Linked DNA regions of Mus musculus: all the other regions are linked to region 2. Evidence: chromatin contacts called from public HiChIP or PLAC-seq, Micro-C and promoter capture Hi-C data. All regions are on one chromosome and are shown on one strand. Each heading gives the region's core, a stretch centred on a gene start, on an enhancer-like site or on the middle of the called end of the contact. The rest is flanking DNA. Distances are from core to core; before and after follow the strand shown. Region 1 holds the start of Gast (gastrin). Region 2 holds the start of Kcnh4 (potassium voltage-gated channel, subfamily H (eag-related), member 4). Region 3 holds the start of Jup (junction plakoglobin). Region 4 overlaps Jup (junction plakoglobin).

Region 1 (4,363 bases), core at 1,740-4,239, 430 kb before region 2:
AGGAAGAGGAGGAAGGAGGGAGGGAAAGAAGGAAGGAAGGAAGGAAGGAAGGAAGGAAGGAAGGAAGGAAGGACAGGTACCTCAATCCAGAGAGACGAGGTTAAGAGAACTTCCTGCTCTTGCAGAGGACACAGGTTTGATTGCCAGCATCCACATTCGGCTCACATGAAAAATAGCCCAAGATAATTTACCTTTGGTTCGCAACTTTTTTTTTTTTTTTTTGAGACAAACTCTATGTAGTCTTAGTTGTAGACCAGGATAGTTTAGACTCAGAGACCTGTCTGCCTCTGCCTCCCAAGTGCTGAGATGAAAGGCCTGAGCCTGCAAACCGGGCTTAATTATTTGCAACATTTTAACTCTCCATAACCCCCTAATTCAGCCATGTGGCCTTGTAGACTCTCCTGTTCACACCAGCAGCCTTGGCTGGGATCCTCCTTAAGACTTCAAAGCTCTCCTCCGCTTTGTAGTTAAACTGGGTCCAGTCAGACAGGTAATAGATATTGAGTTTCTTATTTCAGTGACATCTTTGCAATGGCCTCTAAGGATTGGCACAGGGACTTACTTATTCAGTGAACCATCATTCTGCCTCCCGCATCCCTCCTCCTAGGAGGAGCTCCAGCCCAGCTCCTCTTTATGTGCATGAATTCAGACTGGGGAGAGTGCTCCCCCTCCATGGGCCTTAGTTTCTTCATCCATAGAATAGAGTCACGATGACACTAATGTCCTAGGATCATGGCACAAACTAACTGCATTTATTCCCACAGAGAACTTTACCCGCCTGTCACATGCACTATTACGACGGTGGGGGCGGGGGTCATGGGGAGGGCATGAGACTAAGTCTCATGGTCTGGTTTCCAACCTCACAGGCCCAGAAAGTGAACACAAACACCACTTAACAGCTCAGGGTTGGTTTCCAACACTGGCCTCCTGCTCAGTGGTAGGTAATGGCCTTTGGGAGGCTCAGCCTCCAGAGACTTCATTTTTGCTGCCTCCTCCAGTGGCAATTAAGTGGGGGCTTTCTCTTGAAGGACAGGAAATCTCGGGGTCACAAAGTGATGCTTTGAAGGGAATTACCCAAATGTGCCAAGTTTGTGCTTGGACTTTCTCCCACTCCCCTCCGCCCCTGCCCTGTGATGCCTGTATGAATGAATCCCATTTCACAGAGACGGCTAACTGAGGTTCAACATAGACAAAGGGAGGAGAAAAGTGCAAAATGTATTAAATTTCCACGGGTGCTGTGCAAAATGCTTCGGATATTGCATTGTCCCAAGGCCCACCCTCAAGTCATTTCCCCTACAATGTTTGGAGGAGAAAGCATCTCAACAACTAGAAAAGGGGAGAGCCAGGAAGCCTTCCCTTTTATCCAACCACAGGCCTTTGTGAGCACAATATGCAGTGCGCACACCCGAGGGAAAGGGCTATGCCTCTCATCTCTGAAGAGGACCCTTGTCATGGGCACTTTGCAGTGCCTACAATGACAGCCACCACTGCTGAATAGGAGGCAGGCTGCTGTTTATAATAATTGCCATCCTAGCTGGGGGAAGAACAGCCGGGGGCATAACCTGATCCACAGGCAGAAATCAACCTAGCTCTCTGGAAAGCTTGTAATTTCCTGTTACCATAGCAACACCAGCATCTCCATCCCCCCCAGGACGTGAGAAGAGCTGCTCTTACCATGTCCTTCCTCCCAACCCCCTCCAATACCTTCTATCTCTGAGATTTTTGTGTTTCAATTAATTACTGTCAATGCCTGTACTGCGTTTTGTCTCCTCCTCCTCCTCCTCTTCTTCTTCTTTTTATTTTTATTTTTTTCTTATTCCATCTGCTGAGTCACCGTGTCCTGCTCTGTATTAGAGTGGTTATTCACTAGAACATTTGGGTGCTGGTTGCCATGGCCACAGTGCAGCCTGCATCCTTCATCACCTGTTAATTCTCAGCAAGGCTGGTTGCGAGCGTGGGTACCACTGCCCTTATACAAGACCCAAGGGACATCAAAGCTCCTCAAGACAGGAAAGGGGGCCCAATGACGCATACATGAGAGCAAATGTCTCATCTCAGTTATGGAAAAAAAAGTCTAGAGATTGTTATAACCTTGCAAACCACATTCAGGTGGAAGTTTATCAAATAAACCAAGAAATGTATCATTTTTCTTTCCCGGTACATCTTTGAAAAAATGCCTTCGTTCACTAACCACTTTAAGATGTAATTTTTTTGTTGCAATGTTATGAATTCTTTATGCAAATCACAACCTACCCCTGAAAGCAACATGGAAGAGTCTTGAAACACAAGGTCCTCAAGGAACTGGCTCCCAGTAGGGGGCTGGCTAGAGGTCTGATTAGGTGCAAACCCAAGGAGTGGGTCCAAGAGTGTTGGGCAGATCCCGCCCAACATAGAGGGCATAGACAAGAGATGCTGAGGGTTTTCCATGGTAACAGGAGCATAAAAGGGTTCCAAGGCAACCAACATGAGAATCTCAACAGAAAGAGCAAGCCCATCAGCCCATGGCCCATTGCTCCTGATAACTATGACAATGATATCCTGTTTGCAAAGCCCAATGGAGGGGACAGGGATCAATAAGTCAGCCTACATGCATACACTACCTGTTCATCAAACATCAACATATGCGCACATTGGTCATTTGATTCTCATTCATTCTCTCCCTTCCCTCTCCTCTCAGCCCCGCCCCATGGGATGTAGTCCAATAGAAGACTAGGAAGCCGATGGCCCAAGGCATACAGTAGAATGAGCTGCTCTGGAGCCCAGGGAATCTGTCTCCTGTCTGTCTCCTCCCTGTTTCAGCCCTTCCCTTTCCCCATATTCTGAATAAATAACTAATTGATTGACAGCTCTGTGACAGGGTGGGGCAGAGTGACAGGTTGAACCTACATTCCAGGCCCATTTCTCTTGCTGTGGGGAGTCTGGCCTCACCTGGAAGGAGGGTTTGGGAGGAACCTCGAGGGCTTTATAAGGCAGACCTGGAGCAGCGCACAGAGCAGAGCTGACCCAGCGCCACAACAGCCAACTATTCCCCAGCTCTGTGGGTGAGAAATTGGGAAGGGAAAAGAGGGAAAGGGAGGGGAGGGAAGGGACAGCAAGGATGAGAATTGACAAGCCCCCTGCCTTTAGAGGCTCCAGGCCATGGTGTCTCCAGAGATGGGGTCCCTTGCTTGGCCCAGAGTGGAAGGAACTGAGTCGCAGTTCTAAGGCCACACTGTTGTCCGTGATTCCCGCCTGCCTTTCTGCTTCACTTAGAACCCAGCCATGATCCTGGGGCTCCTGCCAGCCAGGGAGATGAGCAAGTGAGGGCCTATCCCCCATTGCTAAGATGAGAAAACTGAAGTCTAGAAGACAGGACGTGCTAAGACTGGAACTCACAGCTCTGGGTCCCGTCGCAAGCCCTTTCCTAGGCCAGTGCTACCTAAAAGAAAATTCTGCAATAATGAGAATGCTTTAAATCCGCACTTTCCTATATAGCAGCCATTAGCCACAGGAGTACTTATCATGTGGCTAGTTCAAAGGTGGAAAAATTGTATAGCAATTCATTCAAATGTAAGGAGACACAAATAACTAGTGACTGCCATATTTATCAAGCTGTATGGCTCATATTGGACAGAACAATTGTCTATAGCATTGATTTTTTCCCCCTTTTCATTCATTCTTTCTTTTTGGAAGGGTATCACTCTAGCCCTGGTTTGCCTAGCACTCACAGAACCTTGAGAGTGAGGCAATCCTGCCTCAGCCTCCCAAGTACTGAGACAGAAACAGGAGCCAGCAAGTCCAGCTGCGATTTTCAACATTTCTTTATTAGCCACAAATATTTCTCTCCCTCAGAACATCTCATTTGAGAATTTTGTCATAAGAAGCTAATATTTTTAAGGTTTTTTTTTGGTTGTTGTTGTTTGGTTGTTTTTTGTTTTTTTGTTTTTTTCAAGATAGGGTTTCTCTAGTACCACCCTGCCTGTCCTGCAACTAGCTCTATATAGAGACCAGTAGAGACCAGGCTGGCCTTGAACTCAGAGATCCGCCTGCCTCTGCTTCCTGAGTGTTGGGTTTGAAAGCATGTGCCAACACTCACAGCCTCTAATATATTTTTTTTTTAGTTTTTCGAGACAGGGTTTCTCTGTAAGACCCTGGCTGTCCTGGAACTCACTTTGTAGACCAGGCTGGCCTCGAACTCAGAAATCTGCCTGCCTCTGCCTCCTGAGTGCTGGGATTAAAGGCATGCGCCACTATGCCTGGCGTTTTTGTTTTTGTTTTTTTCTAATATCTTTTAATACACATTTTTCTTACGGGGGAAAGTTAAAAAAAAAAAAAAGCAAAAACAAAAACAAAACAGAAAATATCAAGTCCCAAGAACAGATAA
Region 2 (4,038 bases), core at 1,369-3,868:
AAAGCACAACCTCCCCCATCTCATTCTTGATGGGCATCATGTCCAGAAGACACCAGAAGGCTGAGCCTGGGAGGTGGAGAGAGATTGTGAGAGAGAGAGAGAGAGAGAGAGGTGAGAGAGGTGCATGAGCATCCCCGTTCAGGCCTTTGGTCCTCCTAGGTTTCTCAGTGGCTTTGGTGAAGGTTTAGAGCTGGGAGACACCCCCCCCCCCCAGCCCCAAGAGAACTGTCATCTGGTCCCTTCACTTTCCAAATGGAGAGACCAAGGCCCAGAAAGGATCTTAGTTCTACAGGCAACTTGTAGCCATGGAAGGATAAGCCCCTCAGCTTCTCTGTGCCTAGCAGACTCTGCTGGGTGAAGCCTGGGATTTGGGCAGATGTCAGGCAAAGCCAGATCAGGCTCTTTACCATCCTTTCGGTAAAAGCAGATTTCAGTTCGGTGTTCTTGGTGGCCCTCCAGGGCTTTTTGCAACCGTTGCAGGGCTGGTTCACTGGTCTCTGGGCCATAGAGGAACCGACAGCTACAGGTTTTCTGCATGACCTCGGTGCGGCCGTAGCCTGTGAGCTCACAGAAGCCGTCAGAGCAGTAGACGATGGGAAAACCCCGTGGGCCCTGTGCATTGGCCAGAAGGAAGTTGCTGTCTACAGGAGGGAGAAGTCAAGGTCAGGGCCAAGCCAAGAAGGGAGCTAACCTCGACATGAACAACAGTTCCCTCAAGTCATGGACAGAGACCAGAGAGCTAGAAGCTTCCGGGTGGTACCTAATCTCCCTCTGAGATGTTCTGAAATGAGCAGAAGGCACACAACAAGGGTGGCCCGGAGTCCATGAAGGGCTAGAGAAGGAACCCCAATGAGGCCGTGTGGTTCATGCTCCTACCTTCAAGCTGGAGAAGTGTGACTGCAGAAAGCAACTAAGAATGGAAAGGGCAGGGACTCCAGCACTCACTTCTACCACCTCATAATGTGGCCATACATAATGTGGCTTAAGGCCTCAGCTTTCTTATCTGCAAAGTGGGACACAATGTGCCTTTCCCTCCTGGATATGGGGTGTATCAGGTAACTTGGGAAGGAGGGCCTGCTGGCACTTAGAAGATTCTCCCCCACTCCCAATTCACTCAATTTTGGAAGCACATCCTTGGATACTACCCCAGCATCCTCTTTTAATGAGCAAGGACAAAGATTCTGATGATGTCACACTCTCTTATTGTTAAACCAAAAGGCAGAAAAATTTCCAAACTCATAAATGTGCTTAAAGTAAGGGAAAGACTGTGGAAGACACATCCCTCTTTCTTGCCTTCCAGGAAATGCCGACTTTTTGATATATATATATATATATATATATATATTTTTTTTTTAAGGAGTTTCAAAGGATCTGTTCCTTATGCGCAAAGTCAAACTGGAGAAGACATTGAGGTGTGAGCTGCAGCCACCCCAGCACCAGAACCTGAGTTGGCTCCCTCTAGTTTCAGTGGATTAGAGGTTTGGGGGTGGAGGGACACGCAGAGATAGGTTTAGTTGATGAGGTAGGAGGCACAAACAGTCCAAGGACCCTAGGAGAGGGTACTGTCAGGGGATGGGGTGTCTGATCGGGACACTGAGGGTTCCTAGGAAGCACTGGGTCCTGGGCACAGCCTACTTCTTCCATCCCAGGGCCCGTTGCCTCGGTGATTGGCGCTATGGAAACAAGAGAGGTTGGGGGGGGGGGTAGGGCCCTGGAGGCTCGGTTTCCGCCCTCGGCTACCGCTCCCCCACCCTCCTAATGCCGGCCAGGGTTTCGAAAAGGGACAAAGGAAGACCTAGGGGTTCCAGAGTTGGGAATGGCGGGAGAAGAGGCGGGGAAGGAGCTGTGCGGCTGTCCAGGGTGCTGAACTTCGGAACCCAGCTCAGGTGGGCTAGCAGGGAGTTTTCTCGTTCTCAAGTACTTGCCCCCGCTTTGCCTCGCCCACCTCACACAAAGATATCTCATGATTTGGGGGCGCGTGACCTTAATGCGGTTAGGTCTTGCCGAAGTCTGTTCTCTCTCTTTTCTGGGGCAGAGGCAGCTGCAGTCACCAGAGCACTTTGTCCCATCTCCACACCACAGATACCTCTATACACACTCCCAGCTCAGCTCTGCCCTGGTGTGGGTGGCTCCCAAGGCCCCTCCTCCGTCTTGTGGCACAAAGAGCCGCTTTTGCCTTGAGTCACACCCCCTAACCTTCCCCTCCACCCTCGGCGCTTCATGTCTTGATCTCCACTCTCAAGGGTTCTGCACCCCGTTTCTTTGCCACGGTTTTAGGAGATCCAGCACTCCATTCTCTCTCCTCTGATCTCACCACATCCAGATACCCACCCTGTCCCAAGGAGACTTGACCCAGCCGGCCCAACTCACGCGTGCCGTCAAAGCGGGTGGCGATGGTGTCCAGAAAGGTGTTTTGCGGGGCCAGCAACCCCTTCATGACCGGCATGGCCCCGGGTACGGATTCGAGGCGTTGCGCGGGCTGCGTTCAGCGCGGCCTGGCCGGAGGGGGCGCGCTACCGGCGGGGCCGGGGCGCCCCATGCGCCGGCCTGCCTCCTCCCCTCCTCTCGCCGCCGCTGCCTGTGTGCTCTGAACCTGTTAGTTCTAAGCTCTGCTCCGCAGCACTTCGAGAGCCGCCACCCCCACCCCGCCCCACCTCCCCACGGGTCAGGTTTTCCCCGGAGGGCTCGGCCCGCGCCCACCACGTGGCTCCGCACCGGGAGGGGCCGCCAGAGACACCCGAAGCCCTCCTCTGTGGCCCTCCTCCCAGAGGGGAGCGGCCCACGCGTGTCTCTTGGGGAGAGACTCGGAGACACGCCCACCATCCAGGCTTGAGGTGATGAAGTGGGACTGGAACGGTAGCCACGCCCTTCTTTCAGGGTGATCACGCCCCTACGCGTGGTTCCCTGGCTGCTCCAGTAGCTCCACCCCACGGGTTTCCCCGCGCGGCCCACGCTGCGACTGGTGTCTGGTTGACAGTGCCTCCTGCTGGAATTGGGATATTTTTCTTTCTTCCTTCCTTCCTTCCTTCCTTCCTTCCTTCCTTCCTTCCTTTCTTTCTTTCTTTCTTTCTTTCTTTCTTTCTTTCTTTTAAAAGGTTGTTTCATTTATATATTTTTGCATTTGTGTGTGTGTGTACATTTCTGTTCCAGTAGTGCAGATATGGAGGTCAGAGGCCAACTTTCTGAAGTCGGTTCTCTCACTTTGTGGGTCCCTAGGATGGAACTCAGTTCTTCAGTCTTGACAGCAAGATCTTTGTCCACTGAACCATCTTGCTGGCCCTGCTGTCTCTACTTTAGGATTTTACATTACTGTTGTAGGACTGCTACAGCAACGGGACACCGAATGTTGGCTTAAACGATTTTGGGATCTGGAAATCTGAGTTCAAGGTCAACTCAGGGCTGGATTCCTCTGAAGGCTGTGAAGAAGAGTCTCTTTCTTCCATACTCTCCCCTAGCTTCTCCCTTGGCTGGTGACCTGTGGCATTTCTTAGCTAGTGGGTACATTGCCCTGGTCTTTATTTCCATGTTCACGTGAGTTCTTCCTGTTTCTCCTAATCCCCTGTGTACCCTAATCCCCCCACCCCCACCCCGTTGTTGTTGTTGTTTTTTAAGAACACTACTTATACTGGATTACAGGTCTACCATACTCTGCTCCTGTCTCATTTTAGCTGACAACATTGGCAAGGTCACTTTCTAAATGCTGGGGGTGGGGTGGAGTGGGTTAATATTGCAGCGTGTGAATTTGGGGGAAGCACACTTCAACCTGCAATAGGCACCTTTGGCTGGAGCAGGAGACAAATCTTTGCCCATTCTCTGCTTAAAACCATCCCCAGACTTCTCATTCTATACAACAAGGTGTAACATCTGCTGCTCCTATGCAATGGCTGCACAAACTTACCCACCTCCTTCCCAGTGTGGCATTGCTCACACACCACGGTACAGTGGACCACACTATGGATGCTCTGGGAGGCTCCTCATGAAAGCTCAGATGCCTTGCTTCTTCTGCAGCCTTACATCCAGCCCTTGCCAGGTGGACTC
Region 3 (4,236 bases), core at 358-2,857, 360 kb before region 2:
GGTGGAGGAGGGACTTCTGGCGAGTCCTCTAGAAAGAATGCACCTTCATAATCTAGAAACCCAGCGGACCGGCCAGCAACATTCCTGCCCTATGCTATCCTGCCTCAATTGTCAGCCAGCTAAATAAAATCGGGGATGGAATGGGGGAGTTAGGGAAAGACTAATCACTCTTCCTCATCTTCCTAGCTTGGCCCAGCCCTGTCCCAACCCCATTCCTGGGGAAGGGGCAGAGCTTGGGAGGACAGATACTTAGCAGGCCTCATATAAGGGGGTGTGATGGTCTCCGGAGGAGGGGGAAGGAAGAAGACACTTCCCCTTTCAGCAACGCCCCCACCCCACCCCCATTGGTCCCTACCTCAGGCCTTAGGGGCCTGGCAAACAGGATGGAGTTGGGGGCAGGGAGAACAGGGTCAAAGCGCACACACTGGCTACGTTCAGCTTGGAGCTGACTGGGGGAAGGGGTTTTCCTCCAAGAAGTACCACCAAGCCTAGAATCAGCTCTCAACAAGGAGACTAGAAAAATCCTAGAAAAGGCTCCCATGGTTACTTTCTCCTGGAAAGTTTGTTTGGAGTGATTTCTCAACAAGAATGGGTTGCAGAAATCAAAAGATATTGCTGTTTCCCTATCAACACTCTGGAAACCACAGCTACTAAAAACTGGGCGAGTGCTTCTTAAATTTTCTCTACCGGCCCAGACTCCAGGCCAAGCCACCAGTGTCAGACATCGGTAGGGCACTCAGCCCAGACCCTTCACCAGTTCCCCAGTCACCCTATCCCACCTCCGTAGGAGAAGGCATTGACCGGCGTACACTAGAGCGGAGGGAGGCGCCACAGGTCCAGCTCGGAGCTGCAGGGCAGGGCCTCCGTCTTCCAAGCGCTCACCTGCTCTGCTCAGCAGGTGGGAATTGCGTCCCTGGGAAAATGTGCACTCGGCCCCCACAGTTTGGAAAGCTGGGCGCAGACAATAGGGCCCCACCCAGGCCTGGGGGAGTAGGGAGGGAGGGAGAGAAAGCGAGGATGACGCGTGGGGTGCGGTGAGGGTGGCCCCAAAGAGACTAGGCAGCAAGTTTCCCAAACGGTAAATTCCTGTCACCGTGAGCTCCGGGACCAGGCGGAGCGGGTCAAAGTCTGCTCGGTCAGCTCCAGGGGAGAGTCAGGGACGCCGTGTTAGGCGAGCTCTGGGGCCCTGGGGGAGGCGCGAACTCCGAGGCACCTGCCCTAGTTCCTCCCCACCCTTCTCAGACCTGCGGTTCACCGAGCCTGGAGGGGCGCTCCAACCCAGATTGCTTGTCCCAAGGGTCCCGCGCCCCGGACCCCAGCGCGCCCCCTGTCGCTGGTGTAGGATGCGCTCCCTGACACCCGCCCTCACCTGCCCTGAAACCGCTGGAACCAGCCTCCCGGCCGCTTGCTGTCCCTACTCTCCCACAGTGATTCGTACCCCGATCGGGTGTACCTGAGCGTGGAGCCGGGCTGAGCCGAATCGGGGTCGGGTCTGGCCGGGAGGGAGCCGGCGCGGGCAGCGAACTGAGCTCGGCGCACTCGGGCGGCGGCTGCTCCGGACTCTGGCCAAGGCAGCAACTCAGTAACCGAACAAAAGGCAAAGGGACCTGACAGCCAAGCCACACCTCTCGCCCCCTCGAAGCTCCGCCCCCTAGGGAGACTCCCACCCTCTGAGGCTATCTCACTGGCTGCCCAGCCTGACTATCCCATCGAGGGGCGGAGCCTCGCGCCGGGACCTCTACCACGGCCGCCTCTGTTTATGCGCTCACCATTGGCCCCAGGGACTGCCACTCGACTCTGGGGTGGACGCCAACTTGAGGTCTCATCCTCACTCTGCATCTATTGGCAAATAGAAAGTTTCTTCTTTATGATTGGACAGAGGGCTGTCAGTAAGACTAAGGAAAAAGCCAATGGATCAGGTGGGGCGTGACTTGCCCCACCCTAGCCCTGAGCAGGTAAGACTCATTATTCTCCCCTTCCCCCCCTACCTGTCCAACAGGTGAGTCAGGGGGAGGCATGGGAAAGGACTGACGCCTTCACTAGCCAGCCAACTCAGCGTCAGGCTTATTCATTCTTGCCTCAACGTAGTAATAAGATGTTTGTAAAGCATTTCATAGGCTTTGTGCTGGGTTGGGATTTTCTCCCCCCTACAAAAGATGGAGTGTTCCCTGATCCCTTCTGTTTAGAATTAGCAGGCCTGGGTTTGGGTTCTCCCCTTAATCTTTGTATGACCTTAGGCTAGTTAGTGTACCTTTCACCCTGTATCTCTTCTGTAAAGTGGGTTCATTAGCTTTATCTATCTTAGGTTGGAGAGATTAAATGAAATAAGCTTTGTAGTAGCACTTAAACAGCTGAGGAATGTCAGTATTTAAACTGTCTCAGTTCGAGACAGTTCTTAAAAAGTGCTGGAGCAGCCAGGCAGTGGTGGCACTCGAGGAGGCAGAGGCAGGCAGATCTCTGTGAGTTAAGAGGCCAGCCTGGTCTTCAAAGTGGGATCGAAATGATCCATGTTAAAAGAATATTTTTAATGGGCTTGTGTGGTGCCTCAGTTGTGCAGATGTGACCACCCGAGTCTGATACCTCATGGAGGGAGACAACAGCCAAGTCTCACAGGTTGTCCTCTGTCCTCTGATCTCCCGCCTTGGCACAAGTGCCACACACATAAAAGTAAATAAAATGTAATGCGATTTTAAAACTACGCTCCAAAGAGATCACAAGACTAGGAAATATGGTACACTCTAAACTCCGACACCTTCTTTCTTTTTTTTTTTTTTTTGTTTTTGTTTTTGTTTTTGTTTTTCCAGACAGAGTTTCTCTGTATAGCCCTGGCTATCCTGGAACTCACTTTGTAGACCAGGCTGGCCTCGAACCCAGAAATCCACCTGCCTCTGCCTCCCGAGTGCTGGGATTAAAGGCGTGCGCCACCACGCCTGGGCCGACACCTTCTTTCAAGTCCCAGAGCAGAAGGGTCAGTGTGTTTTGGGGGTGGGGCGGGGGGGGGCTGGATACTGCTCCAGGGAGAAACAGACAAAGGAGATTAAATAATGATGTAAGGAAACTTTGACGGATTTGGGGGAAAATCAGACATTAGATGGAAAGAAAGGGAGCAGAGGTCTAAACCAAAGCGAGGCAGCAAGCCCCTTCAGAGTAGACAAGGCTGTTGAGCCATCCAAAAGAACTCAGTAGGTGGCCTAAGGAGCCGTGGGTATTTCTTCCTGTGGTTGATGACTGCTGTTGCGGCTGTAACATGAACCCAAGGCATGAACCAAGGTACTGAGTACCAACTGTATGCTGGGTGCCAGCCTAGACCTTGGCTGCACAGAAAATTTAAAGTATCCTAACTCTCAGAGAGCGTACAGAGTGACAAGAGGAAACAGCTTGTGTGGGTGGGAGTTGGGGGAGTGGCTGTTTAGAAAAGGACTTCCTGAAAGCGCGCACACATACACGCACACACACACACACACACACACAAACACACACACACACACACACACACGCAGGCACGCACACACATGCACCAGAGCTTACGGGCTAAAATAATTCCAGATGAAGATATCCTAACAGTATCTTTGACCACATTCCCCCAGTAGAGAAAGGAACGAGGCCTAACTTGTTGTCTTCCCGCCAATAAGTCTTCCTGGAAGGGAGAGGAAGATAGCAGCATCCCTAATCCAGTTGTAGGTGCACATGGCAAGTTGCCAGGACCGCTCCCCTCCACTGTTTCCCTGACTCCCACCCCTGCTAGCTTACCTGGGGATCTTTATCTCTATCTCATCCATGAGCCCACCTGCCTACTTGCCACACTCCACAGTGATCAGCCCAGGCCTCAGGAAGACTTCACCGTCCCAAGCTGCAGCCTCTGCAAGGGTTCCATCTTCATCCATTCCTCCCACCCAGTCACACATCCCTTCCAAACCCCTTGAAGGTTTCTCTGCCGCCTTTCTCCTCACTTCAGCCAATTGGCAGCAGGGGAAGGCTAGAGTCGCCTAGGTGGAATTAGAGGAAGGATTGGAGCTTCTGAATAAACGCTGTGTGTCCGCAGAAGGCACCACTGCTTGTCTTAGTATGTAACAAGCCACAGCACGTTGCGGAGGCCAAAGCTAAAACCCCCCGGGTGGAGGTTCCAATGTAGAAAACAGAGCCAGTTCCTCCCAGATGGATGCACTTCCTGTGTGTTTCTTAATCTCCTACTATGTGCCTGCCAAGGCACCAGGGCTTCGCCTGCTTCTGAGGATA
Region 4 (4,286 bases), core at 629-3,128, 380 kb before region 2:
CAGAGGCGCCCTCCGCATCAATGGCGTCGGCAGCCTCCTTGTCCTGGGCCAGCTCGCAGAGCACTCCCGCAGCCACACGCTGGATGTTCTCCACAGAGGAGTACAGGAGCTAGGAGAGAGGACACGGGTGGAGGTGAGGAGTGAGGCAAGCCAGGCTGCACACCAGCCGCACCGCCCAGCCCTGCCCTGTCTAGCCATCTTAGGAAAGAGAAAGCCAAGGAAAGCATAAAGAAAGGGCAAAAAAAAACCAGACTGGCCCCTAATACCTGAGCAGACACAGCCTCTGCTAACATGTCAGCACATGACCAGTACATTTTATCACCGTCTTATTATATATTATGTATTTTATATTATATATAATTATATATTAGAGCATATTGCATATATAAATATATAGCATATAATATACTACAGAAAATATAATATATAGTATATACTATATATGCTATATGTAGTATAATATATACTATGTGTATTATATAAATATACTACATATATATAGTATATGCTATAGTATATAGTATAGTATATATAAATATACTACATATATACCATATATATGTATGTTTATGTATATGCATATATGCTTTTGTTTTTCCAGGCAGTATTTCTCTGTATAATAGCCCTGGCTGTCCTGGATTCCCTTTGTAGACCAGGCTGGCCTGAAACTCACAGAGTTGCACCTGCCTCTGCCTCCTGAGTGCTGGGATTAAAGGTGTGCCCAATCTCGCTATAGGTATGTTCGCATGTGTCTCTATATGTGTGTATCGTGGTGACTGTGTTTTGGGGCACGTGTGCACTTGAGTGTATGTTCTTGTGTATGATGATCAGAGGTTGGAGTCACATGTTCCCTTCTGTTGCGTCTCAATTTTTCAGGCAGGGTCTGTCTCTGAACCTGCAGCTCCAGGTCTGGCAAGGCTCACTCCTCCTGTCTCCGCTCCTCCCACGCTGCTCGGGTTAAAAGCTGCTGCAGCACCTGAGTGCTGGGAATCTGATCTCAGCTCCTCGAGGATGCACGGCAAAGCCCCACTGGCAGTCATCTCCCAGCCCCACCAATAATGCTGATTTCTGCCTGCCATGGTAGAATAAGGCACGTTCCTGTGTATTAGTTCAAAGTCTGTCCTACAAACCTATGAGTTCATTCCACTGAAGGTAGGTCAGGATGAGACCTTAACTCTGAAAACTGATAAAAAATATTTTCAAAGGAAAAAAAAAATCTTGGGCTGGGGATGTAGCTTGGGGGTAGAGTTCTTGCCCCTGAGCTTGGCCCTGACTCAATCCCCAGGGCCACAAAGCAAAACAAATGCATCCCATGATTTGTGAGGCCTCACTGCACATGGCAGTATGACATATTAAAGCATTCTTCTATTTTGTTTAAAAGATAAGGTCTTGCTATTAGCCCAGGCTACCCTAGAACTGTCTCTCAATGCCCCAGTCTCAGCCTCCCCAGGGCAATATCACACACTGCCATTCTTTAGATTTTTTTTTTTTTTTTTGGTTTTTCAGGGTTTCTCTGTATAGCCCTGGCTGTCCTGGAACTCACTCTGTAGACCAGGCTGGCCTCAAACTCAGAAATCCACCTGTCTCTGCCTCCCAAGTGCTGGGATTAAAGGCATGCGCCACCAGATTATTTTTAAAGTCAAAGATAACCCAGGCTAGCCTTGAGCTCACTGAGTATATCCAAGGCTGGTCTTGCATGGCTAATCCTCCTGCCTCCGCTCCTCAGAGCTGGAATGAGAAGCATGTACCACCACACCCAGTGGTTTCCTTCAAAACTACTTCCTCACCATTAGACAAAGGGCTTGTTTTTAACAGCTGTGTCTGCAGTAGTTATCTCGGTTCAGTTATGCTAAATGATTTTCCCCAAGAGAGAGTCCCATCTGAATTCCAGGCCAAAGGATAGCTCCCAGACTGCCCTTCCCCCAAGTAGGCGAGACCCAAGACGCTCAGTTTATCCAACCCTCAAGCTGGCCAATTTGACAGTGGAAAATGGCCTCTCACTGGGAGCTAAATTTCATTTCTGTAAATTCCTGGGCCGAGCATTCTGCTTATGAGCCACCTGGGAGCCACTTGTTGACTCTGTGAGCACCACACTGTTAGGACCCAGTGTTAATGAGCTCCGGTGTGCTGAGGCGCTGGCTCCTAGGTTCCATGTTTGTCCCTTTCCTGTTTCTTGAATCTGCAGATGCTCTTCATGTCTGCATGTGGCTGCACTTCAAGAAGGCTCTCGTGATCTAAGTTCGGAAAGCCACTTATCCACCCTTCTCTACACAGACCTAGACTACTCCTGGCCCACACATTCCAAACCCCTCAGCAGCACCTGGGGACAGATCTGCCCATCTGTACCGGACTCACCTGGACAAACAGGGGAATGGTGTTGAGCCGGAAGATCTCCATGCGGTTCATGGGATCCCGGGCGAGGATGTGCAGGGCTCCGGTGCAGCCTTCCACGATCTCCTCCATCCTCACACCATCCGTGTAGGGCTGCTGGGTGCCTGCAGCCACATGGCGCTGGGCGTCCTGGTGGGCCTTGACCAACAGCTGGACGAGGCGGGGAATGACCGCGGCCTCCTGCAGAGGGGCATGGTTGGCTGGGCACAGAGCCAGGTTCCGGATCAGGCCAATAGTTGCCTGGCAAGAAAGGAGGCAGTGATGAGTGGAGGGGCGGGTAGTCCTTAAACATCTGGAGGATCCCTGATCCCCGGCTTTAGGTATTTTGTCCTTCCTGTCATCTCTTCTGAATCTGAGTCCCACTTCAGCAACAACCGCAGAGTCAGGAGCATCCTGGCTACTCCTGGAACGGAACTGGGGGCTTGTGGGCGGGGCTGTAGGCACAGAACTGAAGGAATCTAGAGCTAAGGTTGGGGCTTTAGCTCAGTTAGGACACACAAAGGGTTGGATACCCAGCACCGCACAGAGTGGGTGTGATGGCACAGAACTTACCCCAGCAAGTAGGGAGAGGCTGAGGCAGGAGGATCAAGGCGAACCTTGGCTACAATCTGAGGTTAGCTTGGGATACCTGAGACTGTACTTTTTTTTTTAATAATAATAATAGTAATAAAGGAACTAGATTGCTAAGGTGGGACATGTCTATAGTATTCTCAGCAGTCAGGAGCCTGAGGCAGGAGGATTGAAAGTCTAAGGACAGCCTGGGTTACATCTCAGGGTCCTTGTTTCAAAAAATAGCCAGAGTCAGGAATGGTGACAAACACCTTCAATCCCCCGTACTCGGGAGGCAGAGGCAGAAGAATCTCTGTGAGTTCGAGGCCAGCCTGGTCTACAGAACTCCAGGACCATCAGAGCTATAGAGTGAGACCCTGTCCCCCCAAAACAAAATAAATAAGTGAAGACTCTAAAAATAAATAATAGCTGGGCGGTGGTGGCGCACGACTTTAATCCCAGCACTCTGGAGGCAGAGGCAGGCGGATTTCTGAGTTTGAGGCCAGCCTGGTCTACAGAGTGAGTTCCAGGACTGCCAAGACTACACAGAGAAGCCCTGTCTCGAAAAACGAGAAAAAAAAAAACCATATGGTGGGACAGATAAATGAAAAGACTCAGTCTCTAAGAGCAGAGCCAATGTTGAAGCAAAAAAGGCCATGGGAGCTGCTTCCTATTTCTAGGCCCTGCTCTTCTGGATCCTTACCATATATCCCTATGACCCTGAACATGGACAGACCCCTCACCTACCCCTACCCCAGTGCCTGTGGCCTTTACTGGGTACCTTGACCAGTGGCCACTGGTTTGGCTGGTTGAGCAGTTTCACAATGGCCGGGATTCCATAGTTGAGGCGCACAGAGTTCTGGGCCATCTCAGCCTCGGGGTGACGGCTGGTAAGGTGGCGCAGGGCACAGACAGCGGGCTCTGTGATGTCATCTTTGTCTCCGGCTCTCAGGATGGCGTGGATGAGCGCCTCCACGCCACTGTTCTGTGTCACCAGCGTCTTGTTTTTGCTGTTGTTGCAGGTCAGGTTGGAGAGGGTGCCCGTGGCACAGGTGAGGACGTTGACGTCATCTACACTCAGTTGGTTGACCAGGATCTTCAGCACACTCTCCAGGCCCTCCTGAGACAGGAAGCGCATGCAGGGTAAGGGACACGGCCATCTCTATACAGCCTCTCCAATAGGTCCAAGGGGGAATGGACAGGCCGAAGGGCTAGGGCTTGCTTGTATCTAGCTGGGAACCTTGACCTCACAGCCTCCCATGCCCTGAGGGAAGCCCTTAGCAGGAGGCTGAGAAAGGCTGGAGCGCTTCCACAGACCCACAGCTGCAGACCTGCCTCTAAGGCTA

Evidence for each region. Promoter capture Hi-C pulls out the DNA fragments that hold promoters and counts their contacts. A called contact is a pair of places that touch in the nucleus more often than the background predicts. HiChIP or PLAC-seq counts read pairs in DNA pulled down with a chosen protein or histone mark.
Region 1: a contact with region 2 is called in a promoter capture Hi-C map of liver, with 3 times the contacts expected there. The contact joins the promoter of Gast here to the promoter of Kcnh4 in region 2. A contact is called at or near these places in 3 of 39 promoter capture datasets (hippocampal neurons, liver and pre-B cells), 2 of 115 datasets of contacts at active chromatin or transcription factors (memory CD8 T cells and pancreatic cancer cells) and 1 of 9 other capture datasets (liver).
Region 3: a contact with region 2 is called in a Micro-C map of embryonic stem cells, with 3 times the contacts expected there. The contact joins the promoter of Jup here to the promoter of Kcnh4 in region 2. A contact is called at or near these places in 2 of 39 promoter capture datasets (liver and pre-B cells) and 1 of 484 Hi-C or Micro-C datasets (embryonic stem cells).
Region 4: an H3K27ac HiChIP or PLAC-seq map of embryonic stem cells shows a contact between it and region 2, with 5 read pairs. The contact joins the enhancer-like site here to the promoter of Kcnh4 in region 2. A contact is called at or near these places in 1 of 39 promoter capture datasets (liver), 2 of 484 Hi-C or Micro-C datasets (the N1E-115 cell line and embryonic stem cells), 1 of 115 datasets of contacts at active chromatin or transcription factors (embryonic stem cells) and 1 of 9 other capture datasets (pancreatic islet).

Annotation. Positions count from the first base shown.
Region 1 is chr11:100,331,418-100,335,780 of GRCm38.p6, forward strand. It overlaps Gast (gastrin), which reads left to right and starts at 2,990. Exons shown (of 3, transcript NM_010257.4): 1 at 2,990-3,041.
Region 2 is chr11:100,757,160-100,761,197 of GRCm38.p6, forward strand. It overlaps Kcnh4 (potassium voltage-gated channel, subfamily H (eag-related), member 4), which reads right to left and starts at 2,619. Exons shown (of 17, transcript NM_001081194.2): 1 at 2,371-2,619; 2 at 408-641; 3 at 1-66. The coding sequence starts at 2,446.
Region 3 is chr11:100,396,183-100,400,418 of GRCm38.p6, forward strand. Jup (junction plakoglobin) reads right to left here and starts at 1,608. Exons shown (of 14, transcript NM_010593.2): 1 at 1,454-1,608. Gm12348 (predicted gene 12348) reads left to right here and starts at 1,934. Exons shown (of 4, transcript NR_132425.1): 1 at 1,934-1,955.
Region 4 is chr11:100,374,368-100,378,653 of GRCm38.p6, forward strand. It overlaps Jup (junction plakoglobin), which reads right to left. Exons shown (of 14, transcript NM_010593.2): 8 at 3,722-4,060; 9 at 2,356-2,631; 10 at 1-109. Among named protein-coding and RNA genes, the nearest start is that of Hap1, 20 kb to the left of the region's middle. Within about 2 kb of position 1,879, at least 33 of the 459 cell types and tissues checked have an H3K27ac peak or open chromatin away from gene starts, as enhancers often do. A contact at or near this core is called in embryonic stem cells, where this site is marked.